Regions from separate parts of the Arachis hypogaea genome. Here region 1 is linked to region 2. Evidence: chromatin contacts called from public Hi-C data. All regions are on one chromosome and are shown on one strand. The core of a region is the stretch at or near the end of the contact, and the rest is flanking DNA. Distances in the headings are between cores, read along the strand shown. Region 1 holds the start of LOC112710719. Region 2 holds the start of LOC112710718.

Region 1 (3,098 bases), core at 582-3,081, 230 kb after region 2:
GTAGTTAGGAGGATACCTTTGACCAAGTCATTGTTTCCATATCAAGCATACTAAGATCCCCATGATAGTGATCGCCACAATCTCCGCCATACACAACAAGCTTGTTGCCTATTGCAAGAGTTGTGTGACTGTCCCTGGGGACAGGGAATTCGCCTTTCAACAAAGGCGAACTCCATTTCATTGTTCTAAGGTCTAGAATGTGCAAATCATTCAAGTAGTTTGCCTCGCCTTCACCGCTACCACCAAAGATAACTATCTTCTTGTCACCAACAAGAGTGGCAGTGTGACTCTCCCTCGGCGAAGGAGGAGTCCCATGACACATTGGCCGAATCCACTCTTTCGTGACAAGGTCGAGGATGTGAGTGTCATTTACCTTCTTGAAGCCATCTGTGCCACCAAACACAATCATCTTGTTCCCAACAAGAACAGCACTGTGGCTATCTCTAGGTCCCGGCTTTTCGCCCGTGGTGGCGAGCTTGCTCCAGGCCATTTTCTCGAGGTCTAAACACACAACATCGCTGAAATGCAGCCCCCCACAACAGCCCTGAAAATGTGTTAAAACATACCATAATTATAATCATTTCAAACATAAACTTTTCAACAACGGCCTTCAAGGCAGTGTAACCAAAGTACAAGACTTGTATCATGTCAAGTATTGATCAAATAAACAGAATGGAAATTAGAAATTTAGAATATTCATGCATTTTCTTAATAAAAGTTATTTCTTTCAGTTAATCAAGTAATTCTTAACATGATAAAATTAGAGATTCTGCAATCTATACTTAAAACTAATTAACCATCAAGAGACGCCTAATTAAGAAAGTAATTACCTAAGATAAAATAACTTTAATTACTAACATTAAACTGATAAAATAAGAGTTTTCCAATAATTAAAAACTAAGCTAAAAATGACCTTAAGAAGGTTAATCTTGCTTAAAATGATAAAATGAGAGTTTTGCAATAATTAAAACTAACCAACATGAAACAAGAGTGAAGAGACATCAAAGTAATTAATTAAGATAGATATTCCTCAGAACTTTTTTTCACCCAAAAAAGAAAAAAAAAAGAAATAAGAAAATGAAGTTCTCAGATTTCAAAGGAATGGAAGAATGTTTCTATTGAAGTGCATGTTCTGGAAGTTTTGAAGCATAACACAAGGAGAGAAGAAGAGCAAGAACAACAACAAAAAAATGTGATTTTTTCTATATTAAGAAAGCAGAAAGATGATTGTCAAAAAAACAAGCATTGTCCCCACTAATTACAGAAAGAAATAAATAAAACATAGGTGATGAGATGAATGACGGAAAAAACTAAAATTCAGAGAAGAAAGTGTGTTTGGTTATTAGCCAAAGATAGAGAATAAAAAAAAAAAATAAACAAAGATTGGAAAGCAGAACTTGAGACAAGTTTAACCAAGTAATACTACTTATGATTATGAAAACTTTTCAGACATCATTAAATGACACAAAAGCACATTCTCAGTAGTAATTAGTAATAAAATAAGAACAAAAAAATACCCCAAAGATATACATAAGGGAATTGGAGAAGCAAGCAGAGTGACCCCATCTTTGAGAAGGATTGAAACCCAAAACCTTTGGATACAACCACATTGCTCCTTTCTTCTTCTTTGCTTCACTTTCAGCTACCATTGCCAAAGACCCCATTATGTTATTCTCCCTCTCTTTCTTTCTCTTTCTTTAATAATAAGTAGTAAGTGGTAGTAGTAGTAGTTAGTGTTATTTATTGAGTTGACAAGGATGAATAAGAAATGGAGAGAAAGAAAAAGATGAAGAAGTAGATGGACCCAAATGATGTATCAACTATCAATATCAATGTCAGTAAGCTAAGACATGAAAAGATGGCCTCTTTCAATTCCAAATCACTCCCAACTAACATACATACATATACATATATCTATACATACATATAAGTACACACATACTTACATGATTCTTGTCATTCTGAAAAAAACCACTTAAGACATTACTTTATTTTTTATTTTATTTTTTTGTAATTCATGCAATTGTGGTTATTTTAATAACGATATTTTTATATAAAATTTATATTATAAACTATTAGATAATTCAATTAAATATGTTTAATAGAATATATCAAATTATTTAATAATTTATAATATAATTTTTATATAAAAATATCTTCCTAAAAATAGTCACTTTATTAAATTAATTTCTTGTAAATTGGAGTATTATTGTCTTTTTATATATGACATCATGATGAAACGGGATATTAAGATATGATATGATATGATATGATATAAATGTATCTCCAAAAATTATAGTGGTTATATAATGTTAAAAATATTTAAAATATATTTTTAAAATTAAAATAGTATTATATTAATATTTAAAAATATTTATAATTTCAAAAATTAAAATTAAAAACTTATAAAAATATAAAAATTAATGTGATTTTCATTTTAAAAATATTGTTTTAGTATTTTCAAAATTCTATATCTAACATAATTATTGTAATAATGGCTACTACAAATTCCACCAATATATATATTAAAAAATATTAATAATTTTTTTATTTTCAGAAGTGTATTAAAATATTGCATTGCATATGTTTTTCTTATTTTTTTAATCTAAGTACAATTAAATGTATTTATGTACTAACCAAATGAAAATATATATTACTATTCCTGTCTAATATTTGCGGTTATTGAAAATTGTAGCAGAAAAATTTTGTTGGTTAGATGTAGAAGCACTATAATTGAATAATTTTATGAAATTAATTTTTTTTAAATATAATTGTAAAATTTATGAAAGTTATAAATTTCTGCAATACACTTTTTTTTTAGCTGTATTTAGAATTACGATGGTTTACATACCACTGTATTTTTTAAAAAAATCTATTAATTGTATTGCAGTGATTTTAAACTGTCGCAAAATAATTTAATCCTATTTTACGATAATTATACTAGTGGTTGCTAAAAATTGTCGTAAACACTAATTTCTGCACAATAATCCATACCAATTTATGAAACTGCTAGAATACATAAAGCGGTTTAAAACTGCCACAAATCCCAAAAACCGCTGCAATTTCTTCTGTGTGTTGAAGTGATATATAATTTACAT
Region 2 (3,490 bases), core at 699-3,198:
CATGTACAAGTCATAGAATAAAACTGGAACAACTGAGATGCTTACTTTGTCGTACAAAGACTTGGCATCAGCATGCTGTTTCTTAATTTCTTGATTGTTAGGTTCCAACCTTAAGGCAAACTCCGCATCTGCAATTGATACAAATCATACGGTCAACAAATTCAAGACTTGAAATAACAAGATGCTTTCATATTTGATTAAAACAGACCAAGTACATCAGTATTAACACACCCTCCATGGATTCTTTAAATTTCGCGAGTTCTTTTCTAGATGTTGCTCGGCGTGAGTATGCTTTTATGTAACGATCATCGAGATTTAAGGCCTCTGTACAGTCATCCTCAGCCTCTTGGAATCTACAAACAAAAACAAATAGGTGATGCATGTAACAAAATACCACTTCAGGAAAAGAAGTGCCCTACAATAGCTTTAGTATGGTGATAGACCAATTAACCCTTTATAGAATTTTTTTCCCCTTAAAAAAATGTTCTATTAAAAATTCCACCAACTTTAATTTTATATATATATAATATATAAATTTATAAAGATAAAGAAAAGTGAGTTTATTGAGCTTGCCTTCTGAGCTTGATATAGGCCATTGCTCTATTTGCATATGCTACAGCTGTAGGCGAGAAGGCAATGCTTCTTGAATAGCAGTCTATAGCTTCCTTATATTTTTTCTGCTTGAAATACTCATTACCCTGGAAAATACAGATGAGGTTGCAGCAGCAGCATACAGGACAGAAAACTAAGATCAGTCCATCATATCCTAAAGTCCTAATTCATCAAGAAAATAAAACATGATGAAAATTTGGGAAAGCTACACATAGGATGCTTCCTACCAGATCTTTCTCGGACACGGCGTCAGGGATATCTTCGGAAACAAAACTACTAGTCACACGGCTAAATGGATCATTATACTGTCGAGAGTTACTTCTTGCATTATCAAAAGAAAGAGTATCGCGCCTTGAGGACCCCAATCCAGTATTTTGAGAAGCTGAATCCTTTATAAATTGCAGTCAAAATATTATACATCATAAATACATTTGTTCATCAATGTTCCCACACATGCACATGAACATAAAAATAAAAACAAACACAATATAAGCAACAGAGAAATGAGAGAATAAGGTATAAACTCATTGCATGCAAAGAAACACTGAACTGTTTTCAGCTGGTTTCTTGAAATATTCTTCCATTCTCTCAATAAAATCGAAACCGTATATACTCCATGTCTACATTTCCTTTGTGCTGAAACTGTGGAGGGAAGAAAATCCCAACCTAAAAAACAAAAATACCCCTAAAAACAACTACATCGGTTCTTGATCCCCCCTTTCCCCCGGGTTCATATTCCAGCCACATAATCCACACATTATATGAAAAAGATTGTGTTTGATACTGTAGTGTCTCCTAATCCTATGAACAGATACCCGATTACGCATAATCATGTAGATAAAATTAATTAGCTTCCACACTATGCAAAAAAAATATGAAGTTTCTACTCAAAGTTCAATAATTATGCAAGTAGAAAATTACCAACATTTTCCTTTTGAGGGTTTTTGTTCGTGTGTGGAGCTTCTTCGTGTTTTCGAGAAAGTTCCCAATCCTGCAAGTCGTTTAGGAAACCCTTGAAATCCTGTTTACAGAAACAAACGACAACAAGAAAGCTCCGATTAAAAGCGTTTCAGTAAGTAAGTTCCCTAAATACCAAGCTAAGAGGAGGAAGTGTTACCATGATTCTGAGGTGCTCCTTTCTCTTCACTTCACTAACACTTCCTGTTTAGCTGAGAAGCATCCAATAACAGTTGAGGAAGAAGGGGGGTACTTTTTTTTTTTTTTGAGGGTCAGACGGGGCACTTATTGGTTTATCAGAACAACAAATCTTTATGAAATTCGGCCTGTACATGAGCCCATCAAAATATTTTCAAGAAGATATACTGTTTTTGTTTCCAAAAACGAACTTTGATTTTGCAATGGATAATGGAAAATGTTAATAGGTAGAAAACCCAATACAATAGCTACAGGCTTGTTTTTAGTTTTTGAACACCCAATTTATAGATGATACTTTTTTTTGTGGTTAAGCAATCCACTCGTCTATTTAAACAAATGTCGAAGATTTAAATATTTGTTTACAAATGGATAGAGAACAGGTTAATATTTTATTTTTGTAAGTAAATTTGGATGAATGTGGAAGTATGTGAAGTTTGGATATTTTGAACTGTAAATTACAAAGAAAGTTAAAGTTGTTTGTCATTCAACTAAGTCCAAATTAAGATGAATTTTTAGCACGATAATAATTATTATATACACAATAGCTATTAACATAAACTAGCAAGAAGCTCGCGCATACGCGCAGGTGGGTGATTAAGTTTGAGCAATTAATAACACATATATATGAGAAAAAAATATAGAAATTAGATAATGATATGTTTGTCATCTACGCTTATGAAGCTTAGAAATATGATGAAAATGATGTAAAGAATAATTCTGAATTATGCATTAATTAAACATGGTTAATTAATATAAATACATGGCAAGAAAAGAAAATTTGATTGTTGATGCAAAAGTACACATTTTTCATTCTAAATTTGATAGTTGTGCTGCAATAAATGACATAAATACCAAGTAAGTTTGTAAATTAATAATGTGTACAACATATAGATAGAATGATAATGATAAAATTTGGTAAAATTTTAGAAAGAAAATATTGAGACATAAATAAGGAAGAAATAGTTAAAGAAAGAATTCATAGAAATTGAGAATATAATCCTTACCTATTGTGTGTGACACAATATGCTAAAATCAAATATTTCTGAAAACTTTATGATAAACGACATTGTTGATTTCAGTGTAATCATTTGAATTGTCATGAGAAATAACAATCTTCAGTCTATATTTGTTAGTAACTCTTGAAACTGCAACATATAGTTGGCCAGGTGTGAATACTGGCTGTTTAAGGAGTAACCCAACATAATCCAATGATTGTCCTTGACTTTTATTTATAGTCATGGCATATGAGAGCATCAAAGGAAATTGCCTTCATTGAAATTTAAATGGCAGTTTTGTATCCGAAAGAGTTAATGTCATCCTAGGTATAAAAACCTTTTCACCAATGTTAGATCCTGATAAGACTTCTGCTTCGATCACTTTGTTGCCAAACCATGTGATAACTAATCTAGTACTATTACAAAGGCCTTCTGAATGATCAATATTTCTAATAAGCATGACAGGACAACCTTGCCTAAAGCAAAGCTCATGATTTGGAAGTCCGGGAGATTTAATAGTTGCCGAAAATTCTGAAATGTGCATTGATAACCTATAGGGACCACACTTTATCCATCTTCTGAATGAGTAAGCTTTCCATCTCCTAAATTAAGGATTCACTGTGCAAATTCTTTACATTCTCTGACACTTTCATCTTCTATTGAAGACCCTAATATCATATTCTGAGTTAAACTTAATAACTTGCATTCATGCCATAGATAAGAGGAAT

What was found. Hi-C and Micro-C count contacts between places; a contact is called where the count stands out from the background.
Region 1: a Hi-C map of leaf shows a contact between it and region 2, with 2.5 times the contacts expected there. The contact joins the promoter of LOC112710719 here to the promoter of LOC112710718 in region 2. A contact is called at or near these places in 2 of 8 Hi-C or Micro-C datasets (both in leaf).

The regions. Positions count from the first base shown.
Region 1 is chr9:24,829,585-24,832,682 of arahy.Tifrunner.gnm2.J5K5, forward strand. It overlaps LOC112710719, which reads right to left and starts at 1,832. Exons shown (of 9, transcript XM_025763106.2): 1 at 1,518-1,832; 2 at 17-544. The coding sequence starts at 1,664.
Region 2 is chr9:24,602,306-24,605,795 of arahy.Tifrunner.gnm2.J5K5, forward strand. LOC112710718 reads right to left here and starts at 1,949. Exons shown (of 12, transcript XM_025763104.3): 1 at 1,730-1,949; 2 at 1,534-1,633; 3 at 840-1,001; 4 at 574-698; 5 at 232-353; 6 at 46-128. The coding sequence starts at 1,539.